Linked DNA regions of Mus musculus: all the other regions are linked to region 1. The links are chromatin contacts, called in public HiChIP or PLAC-seq and promoter capture Hi-C maps. All regions are on one chromosome and are shown on one strand. The core of a region is the stretch at or near the end of the contact, and the rest is flanking DNA. Distances in the headings are between cores, read along the strand shown.

Region 1 (4,217 bases), core at 742-3,241:
ATCATCTCTTGATTCTCAAGCTTGTGTCTGAAGCACAGGGCTCTAAAATGTCAGCTGACCTTTCTCTCCACAAATGTTTACTAGATTTCTGTCAGGCTGGGGGTTGGGCAGGTCAAAGTTCAAGGACTCTAACTTTGATAAGCTCAGCAGACCACAGTCAGTCTCTGCTTAATATCCCATACATTGAAGTCTGTGGCCTTGGGCCAGCTGGGACCATTGGTTTTGTTGTTATTTTGTTCTGTCTACCAATCAGGCCAGGAACCAAGAAGGACCAGTAGCCATTTCTTATAGACTGAGTTTGCCTTATAGACCTCTCCATGGCCCAGGTCACCGCTAACATCTTCCTGTGACATCCCTCATATAGATTGATCCTTCTTAAAACCTACCCAGATTTTCCTTATTCTGGTGAAAAAAAACAAACAAACCCCTAGAATTTCTGTAAGTTTGTTCCAACCTTCATCTGTCTTTATCTCTTACATGTATCTCTTATGTTATCCATCCACTTAGCATATCTGCCTTAGTTACCAAAACACAGACAATAGTAGCAATAAACTAAAATCGGCACATCATCAAACCTCAGAGTGATACCACTAATATATTATGTGAGGGCTGAGTGTTGTTGCTCAGTGGTAGAGCACTTGCCTAGCTAAGCATTCACAAGGGTCTAAATGAGATCACCAGTTCCCATCACCATCAGCCTTAAATAAAATCCCAAATGAAAATAACAACAAAAGACTTAACAATATTCCACTTCAAAGTCACGTAAATATGCATACAAACGGGCTGGTGAAGAAAGAAATAATTTCTAATCAGATAACATGTTTAGTATACCAATAGTAATCTAAGACTGAAGATTAATTAGGTCTGTAATTGACTTCCTTCCTGTAGTTGAGCATTTACCTTAACAAAATACTCGGTAATCTAATAAACACTACAGTCTACAATATAATCAATTAAGGACCAAGAGAAATGAACACAGGCAGAAATAAAACCAAAATATGAAGAGGAAGACTGATCTATATCAAATATCTCAGTGCTCTAAGAAAGAGCTGAATGCCTATTTGAATCCTACCGGAACCTTGGAAGTTCTAGTTTTTAAACATATAATAACCTTATTTTGATCGGAGGGAAAAGTATGGGTCTGGCGTCAGGATGGAAGGAGGGAAGAGGACCCACTTTTAAAAACAGAAGCATCCCCACACCCTAATCCTGCCTTGAGCCTTTGGGAAGTGTGTTGCATTTAGCAATTAGTGCACAGAACTGCTCCTGGCCAAAGCGCTCTGGACCAAAGGTCTATGGAACAAACCCACCTAGGTATCTCCAGTTGATGCCACTGCTGCCCTCACGGGACTCAAGGCTTGGGTCAAAATCGCCCGGAACTCTGAGATATCGGAACACCCCGGTATCCTGGGGACCACTCTGCCACCTGTAGAAGCGCGGGGCAGGTGGCACATCCAGAGCGAGGTCGGGTAGAAAACTCAAGCAAATCCAGGGGAGTTGCTCCCTTTTCTCAGTCTCCCAGACAAATAAGTGGGTCCCCAAGTCTTGAAAACGTTCGAAGGTCTAAAAGACCACAGACGCCCAACTACCCATGTAGTTCTTGGATCTGGGGGTACTCAGTTCCCGGGATAGCGGTGAGCCGAGGCAGGGAGACCCACTGACCTGGATGCCAGAGTGCAGCTTCTCTCTCGGAGGCTCAGGTATGCAGGTCGCTCCTGTGTCCCTCACACTTTCCAACATAAGAGCGGAGAACCCAGTGACAGGCCACTGGCCCAAGGACCAACTGCCAACCAAGTGGCAGACCCGCCAGCACCGACCCGGTTCGGCACCCACGTGACGGAGGCGGGGATCCCAGAGAGGCTGGTCCCGGAGTGTGGCTCTCTGGCTGCTGGGACCTTCCCCCTAGGAACCGCCCCTCTGCCACCCCTCCTCCTTCTCCCGCACCGCAGTGGCCCGCGAGGACCCAAGAGCCACAGTTCCAGTTCCACAGGGACTTGCCTGGTCAGCCCCGCCCCCAGGCAGAGCTCCCGTGCTGGCTCAAACCCCGCCCCTCCCGGGAGACCACGCCCCTCTCTGGGTCCAGCCCACTGCTTGCACCTAGGACTCTTGCACTCTTCCGGCCGCAGAAAGGACCCTAGGCATTTTCCTTGTGTCCCACTGTGCTCAGGTCTCCAGAGTTTTTGTAATCTGTCAGCAGGACGAGGAAAGCGTGCGGAGAATTGCAGAAAGGAGCACCGAAGCGCAAGCGTACACACACACACACACACACACACACACACACAGCGGGCCTTGTGTAACCCCATTGAGATTAAGGGTAGTCTAAGACCTGTATCATTCCCAATCAGCCCAGACCAACCCCAATTTGGGTTCCATGTCACTCTTAGATCTGTCTAACTCAACCTCCGCCGCCGCTCCCCCCGCCTTTCCTGAAGGTCCCTCTAGTGGTTAAAGCTCTGGTGTTCTGTCTTGTGAATAGCTGAAGACAGAACACTTCCTGTGCCCTGCAAGGTCAGGTACAAGTATGCAAAACAAACAAACAAAAAAAACCTGGAGACCGAATCCCAGCACCTACCTCGAGCGTGCATAAGGCCCTGGGTTTTACCACAGCTGCTTGCCCTACCCGGGCCTCCAAGGGCCGGTTGCTCATTTTATCTGCTTAGAATCTCCAGGGCCTCAGATGGCAGGGATACAGGGACTCTGGCAGGAGTCTCTACTAAGCTGGACTCCAGTTGCTTACACCTGGAGTGTTGACAGACACGACTCGTCTTTTTTTTTTTTTTTTTTTTTTCAAAATTAGTCTAAAATTACTGGTATGACCAGAGGCTTGCACACATGAACAGAAGATCATAAATACTGTGGCAAACAGGTGTGTGAGCACTGCGGGGACATGGCCAGCAGCAGAGCAAAGGCAAAGCCAGTAGAGGAAGATTGGGGCCCCAGACTTGTGTCACAGCAGGACACCCTTCGGTTCTTTCACTTCCTTAAAATAGCGGGTGAGAGGCTTTTGGAAACAGAGCCTGCGCAGTTCATATAAGTTCAAGTGTGGGCAGTTCCAAATCCCACTGGTAGCTTGGGGCCACGGGGGCAGTTTCTTCCCCCAGGCCCCCAGAAACTGCAGCATTTTCTCAGAACTATACAATTATTTTGTAAAATGTTTTATGAACTTGGCTTTCTCAAGCTTCTGTGCAGTTTGGGAAGGAGCTTTAAAAGTACAGACGCCGGGCGTGGTGGTGCACGCCTTTGATCCCAGCACTCGGGAGGCAGAGGCAGGTGGATTTTTGAGTTCAAGGCCAGCCTGGTCTACAGTGTGAGTTCCAGGACAGCCAGTGCTACACAGAAAAACCCTGTCTCGAAAAAAAAAAAAAAAAAAAAAAAAAAAAAAACAACCAAAAAACAAAAAAAAAAGTACAGACGCTCTCCTCCCATCTCCAGAGGGTCTGATCTCTTGGCGTTGGAGAGGATAACCTGCATATTCGGAATTTGAAAAGCTCCCCAGGTGATTCCAATGTGCAGCAATATAATAAATAACCATTTCTGTGGGTCATGGAGACACCATCAATCTTCATTTAAATCCAACCAGAGTGGAACTGAAAAGCACACGTGAACGATACAGAAGCAGGTGTTCCAGGGCCCTCATGCTGTTAGGAAAAGCAGCAATGAACAGGTCCTTTCCAACGAAAATTTCACCTAACAGGGATATCCTGCCTGTGGGGATTCTGTGTACCAGGGTGTACTGTTTGAGACAAATCTATCTTGCAAAACTATCAAATCCCAACATTTCCCGGATAGAAGCCAGACAGCACGCTACAAACTGTTCACTGAACTTCAGAGGAACCATATAGACAGAGCTCACTCCTTTGGATGATGCCCTTGCACCCTTCAATGTGAGTAGGTCATGTTCTTTGTCAGTAAGGTAGGTGACATGACTCTGCCCATAGAGCAGATATCGACCCTGGATTCATGGTGCTGGTATATCACAGTTATTCATTCATATCAGCCTCATTCTGCAAAAGATTTAGGCTCTCAGGGCCATTCCATCAGAACTGTGTGGGTCATTCCATTCTGCCAAAGATCTACTCAGATGCATGGGGGTGGATCTCTCTTCACAGCCTGTGGGCCCAGCCTGGACTTGGCAAAGACAGAGAACAGCTGCAAGCACACAAAAGCAAGCCTTCTCATATGACCAACCTGGAGAGGCAGAGACCTCAGCACATGAC
Region 2 (3,774 bases), core at 546-3,045, 1.9 Mb after region 1:
AGTGTTCATAGTATCTGTTTCCTCACCTCCCATTCACTTTTCTCCCTGAGAAGCCTGCCATCTCTAGCGTGTAGATTATGTCTGATTCAAAGACTCTAGCAGCAACCACAAGTGGTTCCTTATGTGAAGGAACCCACTGTAATGCACTTTCCTGTTACTGTTCTGCAATAGCATTCAAAAGATCAAATTCATCCTAAATGTAAGTGAAATGAGACTTTTTAAATGCTCATCCATGCTCTTTAACTTCTCAGTAGCCTACAATTAACCACTCTTCTTTTATTAAAACATCCATTCTCTAATCTTAATCCATTTCTTATTTCTTATTCTGATGGTTGTTCCCTGTCAGCCAGGCTTCTCAACCTCTGCCTTTATTTTCTACTCTTCTAAGGTACTACATTCCACATTATAGAGTCTTCAGATACCATTTAAATGCTATTTGTGGCATCTTGGTCTCCCAATCCGACCTCCTGAACTTTAAATCTGCATGACTAACAACCTGCCAAGCGTTTCCAAGTCACTGTAGTGTCACCAAAACTGTGGCCAGTCCATAATGGAACCTCAGCAACTGCCAAGTATCCAAGTACCCAAACCTCCTTTTAAACCCCAGGTCATCTTTGACAACCCCTTCACATCCCATACCAACTCAATTACTTCATCCTTATGATTTTAGGGCTCTCACCCCAACCCTGTCTCAATTCTTGTATCCAAAACATCACTTTAAGGCAATTGCGTCCAGGGTGACGCCTGACAAATGGGTACTCTCATCACTACATAAGCTTCAGAACTTTAGACCTCTAATATCCTTTCCCACTTCTACCCAACGCTCTAGGGCGCAGAAACTCATCCTCCAGCTACATGTAATTCCAGACAATTTTCTGGCACTCAGGTCTGCCTCTGACATGAGTTCATAGAGGCTGCAAAGTTCCCGGGAACCGGATTGTGAAACTTAGTTTAAAAAAAAAAAAAAAAAAAACAAACCCAACTCCGACAGCTTCCTCTGTGTAGACGTTCCTCCATCAACAGGCTTTGCTTACTACTACTACTCCTTACACTGGATAGCAAAGTCAGCCGCCCCCGCCAGACATGAGCACCCCGAGTAGCGGAGAGAGGACTTGTAGCCGTCTCACTCGCCAACGCTTCAGCTCACCCCTGATTGAGGTCGTTCTCTGTGTTGTCCAGCCACAAGCGCACCGCCACCGCGTTGCCCTCCCGGCACTGAGTGAAAATGTCGTCCATAGCAGCGTCCCGGCACAGAGACCCCGGGACTGGGGAAGCCTCGGGGGACTGAGGGAGAACAGAGACAAGAGAATGACTCTCTGTGTGAGTTCCCTCAGGACAGAGGTGTCAGTGCTGGGATGGGGAGCGTCGCGAGAGGGACAGTGGTTGTCTATGAAGGGCTTCGGGCAGCGGACGACCCCTTGGCTCGAGGAGCAGGAGGGTCTGGGGGTGTAGGGTAGACTTTGCTAGTTTCCCGAGTTGGTGTCAGCCGGCTCTGAGCCCCGGCCCTCGAGCAAGGCTTGGGGGTGGGGGAAGGGACCCAAGCTGCAAACACCCGGGGGAGGGGACAGGGGTCCTTGCCCGGCGGCCCCGGCTCAGAACTGCTGCAGAGATCGCAGAGACGGGTTTGCAAGACAGCGTGGGGTAGGGCGCGGAGCTACCCACACTCACCGGGACTCGGGCCGCAGGCGCCTTCTCCGGGGGAACTCCCGTCCGGCCGCGCCCGCCGCCCGGCCCCGCCCCGGCCCGCCCCGGCCAGCTCGGGCCAGCGCGGGCCGCGGTCCCTCCCTTCCGACCTCCTACTGCCTCTCTAGCTCGCCAGCGGCTACGCTCTATGGTGCTCTGCTCCGCGAAGGCCGCTCTAGCTACCACAGAATTTCACTCGGTGGCTTCCGGCCCGGTTTGGTCCGACTCCAGCCCTAGGATTCCCTGACGCGCGCTGCACGTGGGCCAGAGCGTAGGCTCCTCCGGCCCTGCGGGCTACGGGTGGTATGTTCGAAGAGCCCGAATGGGTGGAGGCGGCCCCAGCCATCGTGGGCCTAGGGGCCGCGACAGCACAGGTTAGGCCGGCGACTGCCCCGCCAGTCAAGGTGAGCGGCCCTGCACTGGGCTGTTTGAAGGAGGTGAAGCCTACCCTCCGGGGGTCGTATTGGTTAGAGGGAGAGCCTGAATGCTATCGTGGATCGGGGTGGTGAGGGAGTTAGTTATGATCTGAAGATCCGGATAGTCCAAATAGGAATGCGGGATTCGGAGCGTGGAGCGTGGAGCGCAGAGCTTGAAAAGTTTAAGTTTTTTGTACACTAAGGGTAGAAATCAGTAGAGTTGTTTTAGCAGTGGAGTGGCTTCTCCAAGTTTTCTCTCACCTGGCATCACTTTATATACTGAGGATCGATTCCAGGGCTTCAGCGTGGTAGATAAGCATTTATTACTGAGCTGAATCCGTAGTCTTGAAAGGATTTTTAGAGGATTTTTAGTGGCAGTGTAGAAAGTATATTAGAGTAAAGGCAAGTGACTGGGAGGTTATCAGAATTACTATTCAAAAGAGGCTCAAGGTAAGGGTCTAGCTGAGGACAAGCAGCAGGACTTGAACCCCAAATCAGCTTCACGGAAAGCAGGCCTTTTCCTTTGAACCTCATCAGATATGAGGGTTTCAGTATCCCCTTGGGGTGTTCCTGACCTTCAGTTAGCCCAGGATGTTCTGCTCATTTCTGTAGTCCATTTCTGCTTGTCTGTGTGCAGCTTCTCTCTACTGCAGTTAGGAACTTTTTTTTTTTTTTTTTTTTTTTTCGAGACAGGGTTTCTCTGTGTAGCCCTGGCTGTCCTGGAACTCACTCTGTAGACCAGTCTGGCCTCGAACTCAGAAATCCGCTTGCCTCTGCCTCCCAAGTGCTGGGATTAAAGGTGTGTACCACCACTGCTGGCCAGTTAGGAACATTTTTAATAGACATGTGTGACACTGCCCTTCCTGTTTCAAAACAAAAAAAACAAACAAACAAAAAACCCTCTGCTGCTCCTAGAATGCTGTCAGTGGGAGGCAAAGATGGCTGCTGTCTTGCCTTGGTCCTGTTGTTTGTGTGCTTATCACATTCCTCTAAGGAAATCAACAGGCAATCCTTTACACGCTTAGAAAAGTAGGATGGGAACACTTTCTGCCCTCCAGTTTCCCAGAGGGTGGGATTGCAGCCTGAATGTTCTGGGCTTGGCTGACTTCACAGCAAACTTGTTAACTTTGGATGGGAAGAACGACCAGTAGCTGAAGCCCATCTCTCCTTTCTTAGTCTCCAGGCCTCGTCCATTCTCACACACACTCTCATCCCTTGTTTGCCTCCAGGGACGCAAGCGCCGCCATCTCTTGGCCACATTACGGGCTCTGGAAGCAGCATCTCTCTCCCAACAAACCCCCAGCCTACCTGGCAGTGACTCTGAGGAGGAGGAGGAGGTAGGAAGGAAGAAGAGACACCTCCAAAGGCCCTCACTTGCCAGCGTCTCAAAGGAAGTAGGGAAGAAAAGAAAAGGGAAATGTCAGAAACAGGCGCCATCCATCAGTGACTCTGAGGGGAAAGAAATAAGAAGAAAATGCCACAGACAAGCTCCTCCTCTTGGTGGGGTCTCTGCTGGAGAAGAAAAAGGAAAGAGAAAATGCCAGGAATATTCCTCTTTACACCTAACCCAGCCCCTGGACAGTGTTGACCAAACAGGTATCAGTATGTGTGAATATGGGGGTGGGGAGGCTGTGAACTGACTGCATAGATGATAAAGGTCTTTCTTTCTCTTACA
Region 3 (3,855 bases), core at 808-3,307, 1.9 Mb before region 1:
TACACCCTACTAAATATAGTAGGTTAGGAATGATGGGCCCATGAAAGCCTCCCTGTGGTTTGGGTCTCTGCACTTAGGCTGGTGTGGTTTTTTTTTTGGGGGGGGGGGGGATGGGGGTACTTTTAACAATATAGGGCCTTAAATAATGAACACTTTAACCTGCAAAAAAAAAAAAAAAAGCCAGGATGTGCCTTAAGACCATTCTGGACCAACTATATACCTCAAAAAGCAAACCTGTTAGAAATGGAAACAAGTGGGAACCAAGCAGAGGAAGAGTTATTAGCATGTGACCAATTCAATCACCTGCAACAATTCTACTAAAATTTTCTAATAGGTAATGGCCAAATGTATATATAGGTTTGGCTTTCAAATAAGACCGTGTATTAAAGGTCCCATTAAGAGTGACAAGGCAGGCTGCTGGAGAGATGGCTCAGCTCTAAGTACTGACTGGACTTCCAGAGAGCCTGTGTTCAATTCCCAGCAACCACATGGTAGCTCACAACCATCCATACATAATGGGATCCGATGCCCTTTTCTGTTGTTTTTCTCTGAAGAGTGTTCTCATATACATAAAATCTTTTAAAACGAATGGCAAGTCAGTTCACTCACTGATCGAACAACATCAATGATGGGAGCAACTCCAGTCTTGTTTTTTGCCGCATTGACCCGTGTCTGCTCGCTGACCAATGTCCACAGTTTATCCAGGTTGACTGTTGGGCAGAAGCTCTGGTTCCTCTTCAAGTGGTAATGCCGCATACCAACTTTCCCAAAGTAACCTGGGTGACTGGGGAGGGAAGGCAACCATCTTCAGAGCCTCACTGAGAAAACTTATCTTTGTAGTTGTCTCCTAGTGAGTGTAAGTGTTCACTACTGTAAACATTGACACAGCAGGCACCAGATACAATTTTTGAACTAAAAGTCAGGTCACTCAGTAGCACCCCCACTCCTTAAAGGATTCCCTAAATAGGGTGCAACGTAACTTTGAATGGGTTAACTTGACATATGTCACTAACCTGGTGACTGACTGTGCCAGAAAGTCCACACAGCCAGTGAATAAGGTCAGCAGTTATTCTTCGAGGACTTAAGCACACTAAGGCAACAAGCAATACCTGAGCGTGACTCTAGCCTCGGACAGGTCCCCTCAGTTCAAGTGCAGCGTTTACTTGCTAAAGCTAGCCATACCAAATGGTAAGAAGCCCGTTTCCAGGGAGACACCGTCCTAACTCACCCCTTCAGCCCCCACTTCCAAAACACTCACTATTTGTCAAAGTTGATCCTGTGGTGGTGCATGCCTCCAGCATTCCCGCGGCCGCCTGGGTGCTTGCGGTGCTTACCTGTCGGCACACAAAGCAACTTGTGTGACTTATAGCTGCTCACATGCCCTTATTCCTGCTCTCAGTTTACCATCCGTTTCTAAGCCCGATTTATCAAGACTCGGGGATAGAAGGAACATTTACGGCATTTCACATCCCAGCGGCATGTGTTTAACTCTCACCCCGCTACCAACATAAAGTAGGGGAACTGCAAGTGTTTCCTTCCACCCACGGATGTCTACTTTCCAACAAAACTCCAAAGGCCAAACGCCGAGGAGGCGCACACTTACCGATGCGGCCGTGGCCGTGGCTCACGTGGCCCCGGAGTTTCCGGGTCTTCCTCAGTCTGGATGGCTGCGTGGGAAAAACAGCAAAGTGGTTAGGCCTGCTTAGAGGATGGGGAGACCGGGGAGAGGGCAGCAATGCCTGCCTGCCCGGATCAGGCCTGCACACGAGGACTTGCCTTCTGGAGCACCGGCTAAGCCGAGGCCGGGACTCAGAGCGTGCTCAGCCGCCCGGGCCCGCACGTCCACGCGATCCCAGCTCTGGTCGGAACACGCGGCCCCACGTTCCTCGCCCCACACCCGAGTGGGTCATCCCGCCCCGCAGGCTACGCCCAGCCATGGAGACCCACTAGGACCATAGCAAGCAGCTGAAAGGCTGGGAAGCAGAGCCCCGACCCTCCGCGATGGAGCGGAGGCCAAGAGAAGACCTACCATGGCGGTGGCAGAAAGGGAAAAGGGAGGAGCTCACGAAGTCTCGCGAGGTAGCAGGCGCGGGGGCGGGACCAATGCTTCATTTCCGGCCAGGAGGCCGGCTTCGGGAAGGGCTCCTGACGTCACGGCTCCCGGCGCCCGCCTCTTCCTTTCCGTGTGGATGGGCGGGGTGAACCGGTGGCGCCCGCCCCCGGAAGCCCCGGTAGCTCCTCCCTAGTCGAGCGCCGCTGCGGCCGGTCATCGTCGGAGTGCACTGTTCTTTTCTGGTGCGGTTGGTTTTTGTCTCCGGGCAGCAATGGCGGTGGCTCAGAGCATCGGCAAGACTTCCGCAGGGCCTCTGACGTCCCTTAAAGGGACACTGCCCTTCTCTTTTGCTCTGGTCCTCTCTTCATGTCCTGCCAAATTTGAACAGCCTTCTGTGCTTCAGGGATCTAGATTCTGTAACTATTTTGTATAAACATCACATTTGAATTTTCTCCAGACTCTGGCTGGTATGCTTTTACTCCCCTGGACCCGAGGTTCCCAGCCCAGCGTGCTCCTCATACAAGTATTTTCCGTGTCGACCTTCTTGGACCTGTTTTGTTACTTGTTTACTCGAACTATCACACTTGTAACTTCTAATTGCCAAGTTACATTTTTCTTCCCGATAGAGCCCAGATTCTCTAAGGGTTCAGGACTGGGCAATTTTGCTTGTTTTCCTTTTAAATCCATGAGTTCCTGGCGTGTAGCCTGCTTGCTAACAAAAGTGGTACACTTGTGCACAAGATTCTAACCCCTTAATCTGTTTTATTGTTTCTTACTTGATCCGTTAAACTAAAGAATATTCTAGTCAAAACTCTCAGAAAGCAGAGTGGGCAAATCCTGTCTGTCTGCTAGCTTCTTGCTCGGTGTTTAGTCCATTACAATCTGGGCAGTTTGACTTTAGCCACACCATTTCCTCAAGATCTTGTATTTGTTTTGAGACAGGGTCTTACTCTGAAGCCAAGGCTGGCCTTGTACCTCCTGACTGCTGGAGTTACACTCCTAATCGATTGGCTAGGCATGATGGTCTCGAACTTTCTCGTGTGGGCTGTAATAGCATATCTATGGCTGTCCTTGTTCAGCTCCTATTCAGGCAGTCCTGTTGGTGATACTATGGGTGTGGCTTCTTACACTCCTAGGACACACAATTTCACAGTAAAGCCTCTGATCTCTGGCTCTTACAGTCTTTCCCTCGCCTTAGGTGGAGGGGTTGTTTTACAGATTTATCCAGTGGGACTGGACTTCACACCTCTGCATTTTGATTGGTTATAGCTTTCTATATCAGTTTCTTTCTGCCTGTTGCAAAGAGAGCTTTCTTTGAGGGCTGAGGACTACCATTTTCTGTTATAAGGACAAATATTAGAACTACCCATGCCTTCACTGCTAGTATCCCAGTACCACTCTTGATTTCCCTAACCTTAACCTTTTGATCCTCCAGTCTTAGCTTCCCATGTTCTGAGATTTTAAGCATGTACCCTCATGACCAACTCTTTCTGAACTCTAAAGAATAGAGGAACTACCTTAGTATTCTACTACTTCCAATAGCACTCCAGGCCACAATGGTAAGACCCCCAACATCCTCAGAGCGCCTTGAACTTTACAAAATCTAGCTTCATTTTTTCATGAGACAAAAGACACAGAACTGGGTGACTTGTCCTAGGTTATAAAGTTGGTAGGGTACAGAGCCTGGACCTAGCCTTCCCCTTCCCTCTCCAGATTCCCCGTTTTTAGTCTCAGTGACCACTCCCTTTTGACCTCACAATACTCTGATCTTCATCTCTCCTTCATCTCACAGGCATTAATCA
Region 4 (4,337 bases), core at 555-3,054, 2.0 Mb after region 1:
TTCAATCATACAGCCGATGTTTACTGAGTGCTTTTATTTGCCAGGCACTGCGTTAGGCCCTGGGGAAACATCAGTGAATAAAACGCAGTCCCTGCTCACAGTGCTTAAGGCCTAGTGGGGGATAGAGACAAGTAACCAGGCAACTACAATACAATGAGAAATGCTAGGATACAAGATGCAGTGGGAGCACCAGATAAGGGGCATCTAGCTTAGACTGAGGTAGGGATGGCGATGCCAGTTTAAAAGCTGAGATCTGAAAAGTAAGTAGCGAACAGCTGAGGAAGAAAGGCCAATGCTCATAAAGTCTGAATAAGAATTCAGTCCAGAATGAAAAATTAAGTGGGTGAGAGACAAGAGGCAGACTTGATCTTTGGAGAAATGGAACTAAGAAACCTCTTAGAGGTCTGGCAGCACGGGAGAAGCGAAGTGTAGAGAACATACTTCCTGGACTATTGGGTAGCCTAGTGACCCTTGCTTGTCACTCTAAGCATGAACCCTGCCTGAGCTCCTTCACATCCAGTGAGTAGCTACCGCAGAGATAAAGGCATTCTCACCGCACCTGCTGCAACCTGCACTGCTCTTGTTGAAGTCAAACCTTAATTGTATAAGAAATCACAAGAAAACTCCCAGCAGCACTTTAGACAGGGCTTGAGTGCGGTCAACTACAGGTCCAAAGACAACTGCAGACTTCTTCAGCATTCTGTCCCCTCTAGAGGGTGGAGAAAGGGGACCAACCCAGTCAGCAGGTTCCCACAGCACAGGGTGCACACCACTCTGACTTGACTCTTTGTCAGTGATAACTGCAATCCCCAGCCAGGCTTCTGGGGCTTTAATTAGCCTTTATGTAGTCAGCTGTCTGCCTTGATTATTAGAGGTGCTGGTTCTCTTATTAGCCCCCTACTTTATGGGCCACTGAGGATTTTTGTTGTAAGGGCATTGAATCTTCAAATGGTTGGAGACAGAACCTGAAAGCAGAGCCCAAACATGGCTCCACCATTTTCTAGCTGATTAGGATTAATGCCTGGGGAACATAAGCTCGCTCCGCTCCTTCCGTTGTAAAGCTGCTAATAAAAGCAGCTACCGATTACGGTTATGCGTATTAAATGAGATAATGTATGTAAAGTGATTAGCTCTGTCTGGCACGTAATAAACACTCAGTCCCTGTTAATGTACAGTTTTTATTGTATTGTACCTAGGCTGTTTTTCCATAATGCAATGATTCTGAGAATTGCTCTGGGTCTTTGGTGTAAGGAAGGAGTCGCGCTGGATGGTCTAAACCAAATTTCCTCAGGCGGCACCTGAGGAACCTAAAACCGAAAAGAAGTCTCCCACTTGGCCTGCAAACCCCTTCTCCTAGAGTTCTGGGTTGAGGTACAGGTGGTCCCCCTCCCTCTTGCTCAGTGGAAACCAAACTAGCAGATTTCACAGGAGCCTCCGGGAAAGCCCAGGAAGGAGCGACCAGAAGCAGCAGGAACGGACTCTCGGAGTACTAAAGCTGGTTCTAGCTGCTTTTACTTGAAGGCATCAAGTGCCACTATCAGACCTCAGCTACTCACCCTCGCCCTTAGGCCTCGTGAGCCAGAGGCAGCAGGCGAGGATCCCGGATCTAGGATCTAGGATCCGGGATCCGCTTGCCAGCTCCAAACCGCACCGCAGAGGGAGAGCCAAGAGCCGCAAGGGCGGAGGGGCTGGCGGGCGTGGTCTGAGAGGTGGGGGCGTGGTTGGGGCGGGCCTTCGGCTCCGGAGTCGCCCCCTCCCCCGACCGGTCCGCAGCCCCGCCCCGGCCCCTCCCTCCGGCCTGTGCGACGGGTCCAGCGGCAGCGGCGCCGGCGCGGGGACAGACGGAGGCGCGGGACGTGGGGCGGCGCCGCGGGCAGGGCCGGGCGGACGGGCGCTGGCAGCGGGGGCAGCGCTGCGGGCCGCTCCGAGTGGCTGCAGTCCGGGCCTTGCCCTCCCATCCTGCTCCCACGCCGTGAGTGCGCCGCGCGGGCCCCAAGGGTGCGTCTGGTCCACCTGTGTATCGGGGTGCGGGTCCTGGTGCTAGCGGCGGTGTGTGGGTCCGAGCGTCTTTGGGTGGGGGCGCGGATGCTTTTCAAAAGCTGTTCCTGTCTCTGTCCACGTGAGGCGTGTCCGTGTCTGTGAGAGCAGCGGGGGATTCTTTGGGCTGTGGCTGCTCACGTGAGGTCCGTGTTTGCGGGCTGTGTGGTGGGGGGAGGCGCGGGTGGATGGGTGATGGTTCATTTTAGGAGCGCGGGTTTTGGGAGTCTCTGTGTTGGCGGAGGGTACCGAAAGCTGCGGCCGATGGTGTTGGGGGTGGGTGGGTGGGGTTGCTGATTGGCACTCTGGAATCTTGTGGCCCCGCTCGTCCAAAGGGTTCCTTTCTCCTGAGTGCAGACTCCTCCACCCCTGCTCCCTTCTCCGTCCTCCTTAGGCACCAAGAAGCCCACCAGCCAGGATGGAGGACATCCTTCCTCCACTGCGGGCACTGCTTGCTGGACAGGAAGCTTCCTGCAGAGGCTGTGTCTTGTAGGAAAGGACCCCTCTAGTTCTCCCTTAGCCTGGGCCCTGACTGGAGGACTCCTGTCCCCTCCCTGGTTTCCACCTCCTTCCCCCTGCACTTGGTTTCAGAACCTGGGCCACAAATCTGCAGGGACAGATGGTTGCAGGTTGGAAGGGCAGGCTGCACCCCAGGGAGGTCATTCTGACTTCAAAAAAAAAAAAAAAAAAAAAAAAAAAGGCAGGCCCTGTGCATGTTCCTGGTGTGGGAGTCCTATGCGGACCGCTAAAACCCAGGACTTGCTCCAGAGGGAAGATCTGAGATTCCAGGGTGGATGCAGTGATTATCCAGGTCTCCAGACATACTGTGCAGCGTATCAGTGCCTATCTCCTAGGCAGGGGTCTGGTTTGCTGCAGAATGGGAATGTGAGCGGCAGGCCTGACAGGTGCCCTGCCTCTCTCGGCTTGGATGCCTCCAGTGATATTACCTCTTAACTGCTTAGACTGTGGGAAGCTACCTTGTGTTATAGAGGTCTCTCTCCTTGGAATTTTGTTCCTTTGTCTTGTCTCTGCTTTTGATTTTGCTTCTCTTTGCTGAGAGGAACCTGCAGAGTTTAAACATAACTCTTCTGTCACCAGCATCTATTGAGTACTTTCTATATGGTAGTTACCAGCTCAACTGCTTAGGGGACAGTGGCATTTCTGCTCATGGAACTTGAGAAAAAAAAGAACCATAGGTGGGATAGTATCGCCTTTGTTCAGAAGATATGTGATTGCTATAGAGGAGAGTCCTGAGAGTGAATGCCAAGGTGACAATCTCAGAAAACATTTATTTTGGAAAGCAAGAGGAGGGGTCGCCTGTGAGCACTCTCTAACATGCCTAACCATGTGATGGAAGTTAGCAGTCAAATCATCAAAGTAGTTTGTATTAGGATCTAGTCATGGCACATTGCAGTCTGAAGGAGCCTTGATTTTTGAAAACAAGACCATCCTCTTCCTCCCATTTTACAAATATGGGTATGGGGTAAAAAGTTGCTTAGATATTATCTTGTGTGGTAGAGTTAGTGACAGGACTAGATCCTAAATTTCATGGCTTAAAGAAATACGTTTTGAATTAAAATGGAATTACATCACTTTGCCTCCCCCCTTCCCTCCCTCCAGCCTCTCCCAGTTATGCTCCTACTAACCCTTCCCATGCTCACCTTTAAGTTGATGGCCTCGTTTTCTTTGATTATTATTGTCAATATGTGTGTGTGTGAATGCATGCACAAGTGTAGAGTCATGGAGACCCCAGCCCTAATGGATACATCTCTTGACTTTTTAAACTTGAGCAAATTGTTTGCATCAAGGTTACATCAACCTTGTATGCGGAGGTGAGAGAAAAGTCCAAGTTGAGATGACTTGGGTTCTGGCTGATGAGGCCCGGGGATGGCTGCATCTTTTATAGAGAGGAGAGGCAGAGCAGGAGGAGAAGGTCAGGAGGAAGGGAGTTTAGTTTGGAACTATTCCTGTTCATCATCCAGGCTAAGATGTCTTGAAGGGCAATTAGATGTATATGTCTTGAGTTCAAAGGAGCCTTTCAGCATAAGGCTTTGGAGCTTGTTAGAATGGAGTAAGAATTAAGACTGTGGCAAATAATGAGATTACCCAGGCAGAGTATGTAAACAGAGAAGAGACCCTGAAACAAAACCCTATGAACTAAACATGTAAGAAATGGGCAGTGTGGGGGCGGGGGCACGAGTGAGGGACTTAGATCGTGAAACCATGGAACTCAGTCTGTTTGCAAATGTTTCATATTTCTGTTCTTTCATGAAGTTTTCCCAAGGTACCTATCAAACTCA
Region 5 (3,976 bases), core at 14-2,513, 1.9 Mb after region 1:
ACCTCTTCATCCATAGACCACAGTCAACATGGGAAGAACTATGTAACAAAGAACTGTCTGGGGGAAAGGCCTTGTCTATGGCATCTAGCAGGTCCAGCTCTAGCCGGGCTTGGACCTTGGGTGCCCAGCAGTACAGCTGCTCCAGGAAGGGCAGCAACTCGAGTTGACCAGCTAGCATCTCACGGTATGGAGGCAACAGGCCCAGTACTGCATGCAGATAGCGCCAAGCTTCACAACTGCCATCCTGCATCACAGCTGAGAACAGAGACTGAAGCTCAGACAGCAGCAGCTTCAGCAGTGTCCGCTGCTCTGATTCAACCACTGCCTTGAGATCCTCCTGTTTCATTTGACAGTCCCAAGAGTGTTCTTGTCCGCTGCAGCTACATCCAACGAGCCCAGACTGAAGGGTATAAAACCATGGGTTTTTCTTCTCTTCCAGAATAAAGTGGAGGCAGGTATTCAATTGCTGTCGAACAGATCTTGCCCACAGCTCGGGGTCCAAATGCCAATTCCAGGCTTTTGGCTTCTGGGTCTGACCTGTGGGACCCAGCGGGGGGGGGGGGGGAGGGAGGGAGGGACATGTAGAAGTTCTGGCTCTGGGCTGTGCCAGTAGGGTTAGGACAGCAAGGTGGATATAGAGTTGCAGAGCATAGGAAGACCAGTAGAGGGCCCTTACTGAGCCACTCACTGTCAAGGACTAGCACAAGTCCAAGAGGGAGCCCTCCCTGCCCAGGAGCTCCTTCCCACCCTCCAAGGCCTCGTCTCACCTGGCCTGCAGGATGTAGAAGGCATGGGAAGGGAAGGGGGACTGGTCTGTGAATGAGGTTTCATTGCGGAGCGCTCCCTGTCGTGAATGAACTTAGACTCAGTTCCAGTCACTTAACACAGAGACCGATACACGCTTGCAAAATCTTTGGAAAAACTGTGTTCACATGAGGAAAACTTCAGAGTGGAGGCTGGCAACCACCTTGAAAAGGAAACACAAAAGGGTTGTCACTCAAAGGCAGCAAAGCTCCCGTCCCCTGAAGCCTTTACCACAGACTGAGAAGGTCCAGAGTGCAAAGCCGGCTACTGGGTAGGGAAGCAGTTTAGGACACCTAGCGGAAAGACGTGGCAGAAGACAGCTCCCGGTGCGCCAGTGGGAGGGGCCTCCCTAGGCACTGGAAGAGCTGAGCCACTGAGGGCAAGGGTAGCAGATCCCAGAGCCAGAGCAGAGGACTCAGCTGCACCACCTGCTCCCAGCTGTTAGAACCGTTACAGAATCCTGGAGGCCCGAGCCTCAAATCGGAGCTAGAAGGAGAGTTCAACAGGCATGTGGGAGGGGCCTGGGGGCGGGACCGGGACCCAGGCCACACTAGCATACTGCTTTTAACCTGACACCCCAAAGGCCCAAAAAGAATCTGGCTGAGCGGGAGACTGAATGACAAGATTGATTTGGGGGCACTAACAGCATTAGGGGCGTGGTCGTAGGAAGCAAGTGTAATCCTAGGGACTCACTCGCTCACTGATTTTTCCCTCCCCTCCCTTGACAGCATATCCAACTGTCCCACCTCAAGTCCCAACAAGAAACCCGAGTAAGACAAACATCTTGTATCTCTCTCAACAAGCTACACATCTAGTAGTGAGTGGTTTAGTTATGAAAGAAAGAAAGAAAGAAAGAAAGAAAGAAAGAAAGAAAGAAAGAAAGAAAGAAAGAAAGAAAGAGAGAAAGGAAGAAAGCAACCTACCTCTGTTATAGATTTTATTCTAATCAGTGGAAATTTTGATAGGCCAGACAGTAAAAAGAGTAGACTTGGGGGAGGGGGGAGTAGGGTGTTTGATTTCATATATTTCAAGTTTTAAGTCTGAGATACAGATCTCACAGGTGAGAGGCATAGCTCAGTGGTCCAACACTTGCCTCATATGCTCAAAGCCCTGGGTTTAGTCTCCAGTCTAGAAATGAAAGCTGTCCTTGAAGTCATGACTCCCCTGCCTCAACCTCCTGAAGGAAAGAATTATATGTATGTGTCCAACTAGAAGTTTAGTGTTTGCTCTCACTTGAGTCACATTCAAGCTTGAGTATTCCCAGGACCATGGTTAGAGTGTTCTGCTTTCTCTAAGGCTAAGCAAATAGTCTTTGCTTTCAGGATCCAAGAGAGTTAGTTCATCACCTCCTCTGCCTAGGCCCATTACAACTAGTGAGATGAAGAAGAGAAGAAATCACACCTCTTTATGAAGGGCACAACCTGGAAGTTGCCTGTGTCACTCCTTCACTTGCCCTGACCTAGGCAAAAATAAAACTTTCACATCTAATCTTTTTTTTGCAAAGGTTGTGGTGGTTTGAATGAGAATGACCCCATAGGTTCATATATCTGAATGTTTGGTCCCTTGCTGGGGCTGTTTGGGAAAGATTAGAAGGTATAACCTTGATGGTTCATCTCACTGGTGGAAGGATTGTATACAAGAGTGAGCACTTTTCTCCACATTGTTCTCAAATTTTTATTTCAAGTTTCTGCTCAGGCATGCATCCCCTTATAGTGAATCCTTTAATTTCCCAGAAGTCAGCACTCTCCCAGGTCCAGACCCTCTTTTCCCCAAACTAATTTTACCCCATACTTTGATTGCTATCTCATATTTGCTTATCCATTTACCCTGATAAAAAATGTAAGCTCCTGGAGTTACAGAGACAAACTGTGGAGCAGAGAATGACCCAACAGGGGATCCATCCCATATAGTCATCAAACCCAGACATTATTGTGGATGCCAACAAGTGCTTGCTGACAGGAACCTAATATAGCTGTCTCCTGAGAGGCTCTACCAGTGCCTGACAAATACAGAGGTGGATGTTCTCAGTCAACCACTGGACTAAGCACAGGGTCCCCAATGGAGGAACTAGAGAAAGGACCCAAGAAGCTGAAGAGGTTTGCAGCCCCATAGGAGGAACAACAATATGAACCAACCATTACCCACAGAGCTCCCAGGGACTGACCACCAACCAAAGAGTGCACATGGAGGGACCATGGCTCCAGCCACATATGTAGCAGATGGCCTTGTCGGTCATCAATGGGAGGAGAGGCCCTTGGTCCGCCAGTGCCAGGAGATGGGAGTGGGTAGATTGATTGGTGAGCAGGGAGAGGGGGAAGGGGATAGGGAGTTTTTGGAGGAGAAACCAGGAAAGGGGATAACATTTGAAATGTAAATAATGAAAATATCTAATAAAAAAGAAAATAATAAACAGAATCATAACAGCAACAACAAAAACAAAAACATACAAACTCCATAGTGGCAGAGATTCTAATTGTTCTTATTGCCTCTTACTCTATCTCCAGTCCTTGGTGCTAAGTACTATGAATAGATGATTGTAAAATATGGGGAAAATGTATCAATGGATAACAATATTAATTGGTAAGACTGGTTCTGGGATCAGATTGCCTAAATTAAAATCTTGATTTTGCCACTTGGCTTATAGTTTTGAAAATGAAAATAGTGGCTACTTCTAGGACAATTATGAGATTAAATGATGTTATGTGTATAAAATATTTAGTCTCACAAAAATAGACTCTTGATATAATTGACATGAGTGAGACATAACAGGGTTCAGTGTGGAATGAGTAAGAACATAGGTAACCAACCAACTCTTTTTGTGGGGAAATCCACAGGTTGCAGAAGGTCAAGAAGTTTAGGCTTTGACACAACAGTTTTCCAGACAGGCAAAAATAAATGGGCATTCTTTATTCTCAAATAATAACATTGGCACCTGTTTCTTTGAGACTGAGTTTCTCTGTGTAATAGCTCTGGCTGTCCTAGAACTCAACACTCTGTAGACCAACCAGGCTGACCACAAACTCATCTCCTGAAAAAAAAAAAAAAAAAAAAAAAAAAGGCGGGGTTCTCCAGAGAGATGTGTGTGTCTCTGTGTGTATGTGTAAGGGAGAAGGGGGTTGAATTTGTTTCACACATGTGGAAGTTAGTGCTGCATCTTGAAGCAGAATTTTGA
Region 6 (4,257 bases), core at 473-2,972, 1.4 Mb before region 1:
CTGGATATATGTCAAGGGCACATAGTCTTCTGAGTTAGTACAACTCAGGCCCCAGTTCCCAATTGGAGGTTTCTCCCTTATCCATGTGAGACTGAGGTGTGGGCTCACATGTCTGCAGGAGCCTGTGTATGACTCTCTGTCTACATGTGTCTCTGTGTGTGTTGGTGGTAAGACAGAAAATAACTCAAAAAGCCCCCACAGAGGCTGAGCTCAGAGGCAATAATTATTCTCGAGAAAAAATCGCTGAATTCCCAGGCCTATGACAGGTGCCTGTTGGTAGAAAGACCCGCTTTTAACAAGCTTCAGGCAGTTCGAGCTGGTTTCTAATTGGGGTTCTGTCTGGACCGACTCTTTGGAAGGACTCTGTCAGGATCACTTTCCTTCATGGGCTATGTGGGTCCTGAGTGTCTGATTCTGCAAACCAACAAATGTGCACCTGGGTCAGCAATAAAAAGTGGGTCTTAGCAGTCCAGCTCCCTTTTTACACACATGCCTCTTCAGGAGGCTTTAGAGACAGCCCGGTAGCCCATGGCAACTAGAGAGCCAATGAGTGGCCACGGATGTGGCGCTGCTATGGCAATGAGCTCTTTTCCCTGGTAATAGAATTGAGTAGTGGATGGAGAAAGGCCTGCACCTGTGTGAGGCTGGAGACCACCCCTCCCCCACCACCCACACAAGAAAACCCGAGTCTCTCTTAGGTCTGCCCAACCAAGTATCCAGGAACAGGAGGTTGGTCAATGCTCTTGAGTGCACGTGAGCGTGTGTGAGAGCAATTCTCTGAATTGTGAGCTAGTTCCACTAACAAGCATCTCTGAAAGGTACTGAATAGTACTTATGAGTAGGTAATACGGTGTATTCCTATACGCACAGATTTGAATGTATGCACCTGTGCAGCCCCCAAATTAAGGTCTACTGAGATATATGGGTACATGTAAGCTGCCATGTGGCCTGGGTTCTAACCATCTCAGCAAATCCATGCTTTGGGGATATGAACTGAACAGCAGGGACATATTTGGCCCAGCGCGCAGATGCTCTGTTTGTGTGCAAGCGTGAAGATGCAGGGATGTGTGCGCACAAGCTATCCAGACGCATGTCCTGGGTGCTGGGCCTAGGGGGCGGCTGGCTCACAGCAGTTCCTTTCTCCATGTGCCACCCGACTCAACAAGGCTAGAGATCTTTTAAGAAGCTTTGGGTGTTGAGAAGGGTGGAAAAGGGCAGGTGGCTTTGAGGCCCTCAAAGTTGGGATGGAAAAGCCCGGCACCTCCAACCCGCGCTCCCGGTGTTGGAAAGGAGACTGAGGGAGCAGTACCCTGCCTCCAGGCCAGATGGCCCCGACCGACGCTGCATCCCGACTCGGAGGATGGTGGGTGCCCTGGCTGCGCGCTCCCGTCCTCCTCCCCGCCCTCAGCGTTGGAATGGGGGTCCGAACATGCCCTGGAGCCGGGGAAGCCGGGCCCGCGTACCTGTAAGGAATCCAGTCGGAATGCGGCTTGGAAGTCATGTCTCCCGGGGGCGGGGCGGCGGCTGCGGCTCCGGTGGCCGGGACCGCTCGGGGCTGGCGCGGGGACCCTGCTCAACTCTCGGGCCGCCCCGGGCCGCATCCTCCCCGGCCCGACCGCTGGGCCCCGCCGAGGCCCTCTCTGCACGCCAGGGCCCCGGCCGCGGGCTCCCAGAACGGTTGTCTGTGCGCGGTGCAGCGCTCGGGAGAGGCGGCGGGAGTGCGCGGGGCACCGGGAGCGCGCGGGCTGGAGCGCGCCTGAGGCGGGAGAGGCAGTCCGCACCGCAGGCGCCGGGTCTCGCGCCCCAGGCTGAGCCCTGCGTGGCAGCCGCCGCCCCGCCCCTGGCCCCGCCTCGACGGAGACCCCACCCTGGCCGGTGGATGCAGACCGCGCGGGATGCCCACTCTCTGCCGGAAGGATGCTGTCACCTAGCCTCAGTTTCTCCCTCTAGGACCTCAGCTATCCCTCAGTCCTTGACTATCTCAGATTTACCCTGGACTCAACTCAGGGAGCCTCTGGTCTGAGTACTGACTGAGTCCCTGTTTCCTTCTCAACTTCCCATTTCATGTGCCTGCCTCCATAACCTTCTGATCTTTAGTTAAGTAAACGGTGTTTCCTCTGCCTGGGTCATTCTTTTGGACCTTACGCTTCCCATCCACGTTTCCACAACCAAGGGAAGAGTTCTGTTTACGGTTGCACTCCAGGTCCTTAGAAAGTTGGAGCATTAGCGGGCACAACAGCTTTGACAAGCAAATATTTTATCCCTATTTCCCAGGGAATGAAGTCTGAGAAATGGCTTGACCGAAGGGCAAGGAACAAGGAAGTGTTGGAGCTGAAGTTGAACCAGGGTCTCTCATCTCTCAAAGCCCTTTTGGAGGGCAGCAAAATCTCAAGAAAGATCCTCCTAACCTTGAATGCTGCTGAGATGGCTGTACAGAGGACCTACATTTAATAACAGGCAGGGGAGGGAAAGATGGAAGATCCATAATAGGGCTAGATGGAAGAAGGGAGAGGCCAGGTATCCAGCAACGTAGGAGGCTGGAAGGCCAGCCTGAACCTCATAATGGGGATCAGGGAAGGGACTACTGATGAACACAGACCCTATACACTCCTCAAGTGTACCTTAGGCTCAGCAGCACCGGATATGCAGTAGAGCCTCCATGGAGAGATATTCTGGCAGCACTGGGAGGAGTGTGGTAATGACCCCCATGTTTAGGGTGGGTCTCATCTTACTGCCCTGGAGCCAAGCCAGAACCTGCCCCTGGGGCTTATTCCAGCTTCTCAGCCTTGTCTGACCCATAAACTACAAATACAATAATGATGATATATGGACTGCTTGGTGAGCTATCAGGGGTTGGGGCTTTGTTAGGTGAGATTTAAATAACTTCATTAACGACTGGCCTAGGAACTGTATATATATATATATAGATAAATAGATAGATAGATAGATAGATAGATAGATAGATAGATAGATAGATTTTTTTTTCAGCAGAGGAAATGAAGCACAGAGAAGACAAGCACAATGCTCAAGGCTGCACAGGTAGTCCTCGGTGAAGCCAGCATTCACATACTAACTCCCAGTCCACAGTCTCCATCCTCTGCTTCCCAGTAGTCCATGTGCTGTGCATGTGTTTACTCTTAAATCCTTATCTGTCTAGAGTGAGATCTTAGCTCCCCAAACCCTGTTCACTTGGGTTATTTATTAACCTCCTAAGGGCTATTACTGTCATACTGGACCTCCCAAGAAAATCTCCCAAGAGTAGGGTGCAGTGTAAAGCTGCTGCCTGGTCTTCAGAGCAGCAGAGGGCTAGTTTGTCCCTCCTTCCCTGGAAGCCAGAGGACAGCAGCAAAGCTACTCCCCCAGAGGCTGCTGTCCTTTAGGCCGAAGACCTGAAAAAAGGGTGTATGAGAGGCACTGACCCCTAAACTCCCTGTTGTCCATTCCACCTCTGACAAAGTTATAATTATTTGCTATCTACCTCTGTAGGATGACAAGCGTCTGGAAGACTTCCCCATCAATACTTTGCGGCTGTCTTTTCCCCTTTCTTTCCAAATTCTCTGACACCTTAATGCAATCAGAATTAAGTTGGAAGGTCTCTGGAGCCTGAAGTAATTGAATCTATTAAACAGACACTCCTGGCTCTGTCCTAAGGGAGCAAGATCTGGAGGTAGAGTGAGGTGCAGAAATGAGATGCTTTCCATGGCTTCTTTTTCTGCATGGGCTATGTGAGCATGTGGGATTCAGAAGAGCCGGGAAGCCTGCCAGTGCATGGATGAGTGTGTGTGTACCCAAGAACATGTATGTACATGAGATGTGGGAGGACCAAGAACCTGTATGCTATGGGGAAGCCAAGGATTTGTAGGCCAGTGCATATTTTGTGTGTGTGTGTGTGTGTGTGTGTGTGATATTCAAGAGAAAGGGGAAATGTGTTGCTGTTTCATGACTAAGTATGTACACATGAGATATGAAAAGCTATTGGAGACTCAGTCAGTATATATGGTGGGGAGAGGGAGGGAGGGAGGGAGAGAGAGAGAGAGAGAGAGAGAGAGAGAGAGAGAGAGAGAGAGCGAGCATCGGAGTCTGTGAGCCCCTCTACAGACAAAGAAGATCTGCACAAGAATGTTGGTGAGATATGTTTTTTAGAAACTGGTGGCAGGGTAGGATCTGGATGTTCTACAGGGTTTGTAGTGTTCACACTCAACTCACAACTCGTGGAGGGTTTCCCACTTGAATGATGACATCACTGGCTCACTTTTT
Region 7 (3,983 bases), core at 1,070-3,569, 1.8 Mb after region 1:
GCAATGACTTCTTCATCATTAGAGTCACTTTTTTTAGTTGTCTTACACATTTCCCCAGAATAGAAGACTTCTCCTCAATCAAAGTGAAGGGTTTGAAGAAGAACACAGCACAGTTTAAATCCACAAATGATGTGGTCATTGGAAACTTTATCCAAGTCATAAGTCCTATTTGCATCACACTTAGGCAGTTGGTTTTTGGCATGCATCCTACAAGAGTAGATTCATAGAATGACTTGACATACTGCATTATAAAATCATGCTTTAAACTGTTAACTTTCTACTCAAGTATAACATTATGCAGAAAGGGCAAAATTCAAGTGGTAAGCTCGATGTATTGTCATAAAGTGAAATGTTCATGGAACATCACTTGAGCCAAGAAACAGAACATTTTGAGCATCCTAGATGCCACTCCCAAGTACGACATTATGGCTTTTTAAAGCAATCATTAAAAAGTATATTTAGAGTCATCCAACACATGCAGTTGTGAGGTCATACCACCAGGAATAGTTATCATACTGTATTAAATTTCTTTAGCTAGGGATTCTGTGACAAATGACCTCTACAAGGATCCAAAATAGGATTGTTGAGGATATTTCAGGTCAATAGGTCTTGTCCTGATAGCAAGAGTTCTTGCTGGGTACTTTCTAGGTACCAGGTATGCAGTACTTTAACATATTAAAAATAGTTTAATCATTACACCCAGTTCATAGATGAGAATACTGAGGTAAAAGAAGGTTAACCAACGTTCCCAAAGGCACACAACTTCCAAACGGCAGAGTCTGGACCCCGAGCCAGGCAGTCTGGCTCCAGAGTCCACAAGCTTAGTCACCATACCATACTGCCCTATCCAGTGGTTTGTTGTTCAAAATAAAGTAAATGAGAGCAAACCCTGTAATATGAGAGATGTTGTAAGGACTCAAATATAAGGTTACTCCCTCTTTCCTGAGAGATGATTTTGGAAAAACAAAAAAGCAAAAAAACCTCACCCTATATTCAAACTTATACGGTATTTGCAGATGACTCCCAAATATTTATGCCCAGCCCAGACCGCTCCTTCAAATGTAGACCTACCTACCCAACATGCACTTCAAAGGCAGAAGCCCCAAATCCCAAGTCATCATCTTTCCAAGCCCATTCCCTTCCCCACCCCTGCTCACCACCACCCACCGGGCAGTGCAAGCCTGAAGCCCAGATAACCATGGAGCATCTCAGCCTCTCTTTCCATCTTCCATGATCATACTCCCTCCTTTTTCCCTAAGGTCCTTTGTCCTCTCTTCCTAGAAGTTCCCAGTTTCTCTGTGCCACTTGTACCTGCTAGAATGCCTTTCTTCCCTCACATCGATCACAGTCCTAAGGACAAGGTATAAAAGCTTCCAGGTTGCTTACTGTCATCCACTTAACTGACTTTACACACACATACAAAGCCTTCCTCCCAAATTGGTCCCTCAAGACCTTTGTCATCTTCTTACCCAGTTTTTCATTTTACTTATCTAGGGAAATACACTCTCAGACTACCACCAGCCCCTAAACTCTATGGTTTAATACCTCTCGATCTCTAAATTCACATTTGGGATGGACGAGGAAATAAGAGAATGAGAAGCCAGGGCTGACAGGGGGAAAGGGAATAGGATCACAGGGTAGTAAGTGAGTAGCAGAAAAGACCGGGGATGTTAAGATGGACGGAAGGAAAGAGGAGAGGACGGGGTGATGAAGGGAAGGGAAAGGTGTGAAGTAAGAGCGGTTATGGACAAAAGAAAGAGCCAGGAAAAGGGGTGGGGAGAAAAGGTGCAGAGAAGACGGACGAACAGACAGAGCAAGATAGCGGGCATTTGATGGAGGGAAGCTGGATACAGAAAGAACAACGAGAAGAGAGACCGGGAGAAGTGGGTAAAGAAGAGGTGTGAAGGGGTGAGACAGAACAGGGCAGTGGGGCAGAAGCGGACCATGGCGGAGTAGGGATGGAAGAACGAAGACCAGTACAGAATGGAGAAAGAAAAACGGAGAGGAGGAAGGGGACGGGACGGGACGAAAGGATCTGGCGCGGTAGTAGCCTGGAGAAGGGACGGCGCGGCGCTGGGGCGGGATCCGGCGCCCGGGCCTGGGGCCTGGGGCCGGGAAGTGGAGGGGTGGAGGGCGGGCGGGAGGCGCGGGGACCGCGGCAGCGCGGGTGGGGGCGGGGGCGGGGGCTCGGCGGAGGGCGGGGGCTCGGGTTACCGCGCGGAGGGAGGGAGGGGAGGGGGCTCGGGCCGCGGCGGCGCATCTTGCATCCTCCGCGGGGTGGCTGTGCAGGAGGCGGCGCCCCTGCGGCGGTGGCGGACAGACGGACGGACCGACCGACGGTCGAGCGAGCGCAGACAGACGGCGGCCCGCGCCGAGGGCACTGTGAGCCCGAGCCAGTCAAAGCGGACGATGCGCGGCCCCAGGCCCCGCACTGGCGGGCGCTGCCCCGGGGGCTGACCGCGGCCGGACTGCGCCCCAACACTGGGCGAGGGAGCCCGCACCGCATCGAGGTCAGTGACCGGCCCGTCCGGCCGCACCCGCGGGGTCGGTCGGCCTCCCCGACTGCGGCGGCGGCGGTGGCGGAGCCGGGGGCTTTGTTCTGAGCCGAGACAATGGGGGAGGGGGGGGCCGGGGCCTGCGGGAGAGGGCGAGCGTGAACGTGAGCATGGGGGCAGGGCCGGGGGGTCTTTGTGTGCGGGTGTCATCGAGTGGGAGTGTGTGGTGGTGCTTGAGTGTGCGGTTGGGGGGCGGGGGGTTGGTGGGTGAGGGCAGGACAGTGTGTGTGCAGTGAGTGTGAGTCAGTGAGTGTCCTCGCGCGGTTGTGTGTGCATGTGCGTGTCACTTGGAGGGGGTGTGGGTCAGAATGAGGGTGTGCCAGGACAAGCAGGTCCTTGTGAGGATGTGTGCCTGGGTGCCTTTTACCTGGCTCTATTGGAGCCATGTGTCAGAACGTATTGATGGGTGTGTGACAGAGACACAGAGACACAGACAAAGAAACGGAGGGAGCAGAAGTAAAGAGAAGCAGAGGGGAGAGGAGGAAGCCTGAGGTGGCAGTGTGTCACCCAAACTAGTATTCTAAGTGCATCCTGGTACCAGAGCCTGCAAGTTTCTGTCCAGGATGCTTAGATCAGAGTCCTGGTCAGGGGACAGAGAGAGGTCACTGCAAGCCTAGGTCCCACGTGGAGGGGGTGGGGAGAGAGAACTCAAAGGCACAATGAACTCAGTGTGCATGGGCTGGGCCCACAGCCACAGGTCATAGGCCAGAAAAATATTGTCACTTATGTCAACTCTTCAAATACCCATAGGGGACATAGTCATAATCCTCTTCAACCCACAGGGACCGAGTCCCAGGCAACATACATTCTCAAGAGATACACTCACAGCCTGGACACCCCTAAAGAGGAACTGTCAGAACCAACTTACACCCACTATAGATGCCTGCCAAGCTAGCATGTACCTGTGGAAGAAGTTCTCAGTGTGGTGTCCATACAACAGTAATGTTCCAGCCATGTTACATGAAGAGTCATTGCCACAGCCAACTCATACCACAGGAGACAATGGTGTTGCCAGCACCTCTCAGAACAACACATGCCAATTGGAAATACTATCAGGCAGGGCATGACAGGGATTTTTATGTATCTCCTCAGCCTGCTCACATAAGTCACAGGTGACTCAGAACTAATAGAAGGTTGTGTTGTAACTGTCCTTACCTCCGAACCTCTTGTACAACTTCTAGGAGACAGTCATGGACCATATATCCATACTACAAGGAAAGCTATATGGTATTGCTACTGCTAAAGAAGCCCTTTAGCTTCTAAGACTCACACTGTTACTCTTCATCCCCAGAACTCCAGAACTTCTGTCTCCTGGACACTGAGAGCTGGATGTGAGCTTTTCCCCCCTGGTCCTACATGCTACCATGGAAGTCTCCATGGAGTCTCCCTAAACACCAGCTGCACAATTTCCTCAGTTTCTTTCGCTCC

What was found. Promoter capture Hi-C pulls out the DNA fragments that hold promoters and counts their contacts. HiChIP or PLAC-seq counts read pairs in DNA pulled down with a chosen protein or histone mark.
Region 2: a contact with region 1 is called in a promoter capture Hi-C map of liver, with 7 times the contacts expected there. The contact joins the promoter of Ilk here to the promoter of Ppfibp2 in region 1. A contact is called at or near these places in 6 of 39 promoter capture datasets (liver, neutrophils, pre-B cells and 2 more), 1 of 484 Hi-C or Micro-C datasets (B cells), 2 of 115 datasets of contacts at active chromatin or transcription factors (bone marrow-derived dendritic cells and stem cell-derived neural progenitor cells) and 1 of 9 other capture datasets (liver).
Region 3: a contact with region 1 is called in an H3K27ac HiChIP or PLAC-seq map of extraembryonic endoderm stem cells, with 9 times the contacts expected there. The contact joins the promoter of Rpl27a here to the promoter of Ppfibp2 in region 1. A contact is called at or near these places in 1 of 39 promoter capture datasets (liver) and 2 of 115 datasets of contacts at active chromatin or transcription factors (embryonic stem cells and extraembryonic endoderm stem cells).
Region 4: a contact with region 1 is called in a promoter capture Hi-C map of pre-B cells, with 6 times the contacts expected there. The contact joins the promoter of Trim3 here to the promoter of Ppfibp2 in region 1. A contact is called at or near these places in 3 of 39 promoter capture datasets (cranial neural crest, liver and pre-B cells), 1 of 484 Hi-C or Micro-C datasets (hematopoietic stem and progenitor cells), 2 of 115 datasets of contacts at active chromatin or transcription factors (bone marrow-derived macrophages and embryonic stem cells) and 1 of 9 other capture datasets (adipose tissue).
Region 5: a promoter capture Hi-C map of liver shows a contact between it and region 1, with 5 times the contacts expected there. The contact joins the promoter of Dnhd1 here to the promoter of Ppfibp2 in region 1. A contact is called at or near these places in 3 of 39 promoter capture datasets (liver and pre-B cells), 1 of 115 datasets of contacts at active chromatin or transcription factors (bone marrow-derived macrophages) and 2 of 9 other capture datasets (adipose tissue and liver).
Region 6: a promoter capture Hi-C map of stem cell-derived epiblast-like cells shows a contact between it and region 1, with 5 times the contacts expected there. The contact joins the promoter of Tub here to the promoter of Ppfibp2 in region 1. A contact is called at or near these places in 4 of 39 promoter capture datasets (cranial neural crest, frontonasal cranial neural crest, pre-B cells and 1 more).
Region 7: a contact with region 1 is called in a promoter capture Hi-C map of pre-B cells. The contact joins the promoter of Dchs1 here to the promoter of Ppfibp2 in region 1. A contact is called at or near these places in 5 of 39 promoter capture datasets (cranial neural crest, frontonasal cranial neural crest, liver and 2 more).

The regions. Positions count from the first base shown.
Region 1 is chr7:107,592,825-107,597,041 of GRCm38.p6, reverse strand. It overlaps Ppfibp2 (PTPRF interacting protein, binding protein 2 (liprin beta 2)), which reads right to left and starts at 1,991. Exons shown (of 25, transcript NM_008905.2): 1 at 1,663-1,991.
Region 2 is chr7:105,734,611-105,738,384 of GRCm38.p6, reverse strand. Ilk (integrin linked kinase) reads right to left here and starts at 1,795. Exons shown (of 13, transcript NM_001161724.1): 1 at 1,669-1,795; 2 at 1,148-1,284. The coding sequence starts at 1,236. Rrp8 (ribosomal RNA processing 8, methyltransferase, homolog (yeast)) reads left to right here and starts at 1,801. Exons shown (of 7, transcript NM_025897.2): 1 at 1,801-2,087; 2 at 3,329-3,695. The coding sequence starts at 1,989.
Region 3 is chr7:109,517,397-109,521,251 of GRCm38.p6, reverse strand. It overlaps Rpl27a (ribosomal protein L27A), which reads right to left and starts at 2,057. Exons shown (of 5, transcript NM_011975.3): 1 at 2,030-2,057; 2 at 1,604-1,667; 3 at 1,259-1,334; 4 at 610-784. The coding sequence starts at 2,032. Snora3 (small nucleolar RNA, H/ACA box 3) reads right to left here and starts at 1,120; the gene lies at 1,001-1,120.
Region 4 is chr7:105,631,038-105,635,374 of GRCm38.p6, reverse strand. It overlaps Trim3 (tripartite motif-containing 3), which reads left to right and starts at 1,804. Exons shown (of 12, transcript NM_001285870.1): 1 at 1,804-1,998. It overlaps Arfip2 (ADP-ribosylation factor interacting protein 2), which reads left to right. Exons shown (of 8, transcript NM_029802.4): 8 at 1-1,174.
Region 5 is chr7:105,648,063-105,652,038 of GRCm38.p6, reverse strand. It overlaps Dnhd1 (dynein heavy chain domain 1), which reads right to left and starts at 1,263. Exons shown (of 44, transcript NM_001370803.1): 1 at 1,098-1,263; 2 at 768-967; 3 at 1-537. The coding sequence starts at 831. It also overlaps a transcript of Timm10b not described here.
Region 6 is chr7:109,008,345-109,012,601 of GRCm38.p6, reverse strand. It overlaps Tub (tubby bipartite transcription factor), which reads right to left and starts at 1,722. Exons shown (of 12, transcript NM_021885.4): 1 at 1,464-1,722. The coding sequence starts at 1,501.
Region 7 is chr7:105,785,886-105,789,868 of GRCm38.p6, reverse strand. It overlaps Dchs1 (dachsous cadherin related 1), which reads left to right and starts at 2,319. Exons shown (of 21, transcript NM_001162943.1): 1 at 2,319-2,510.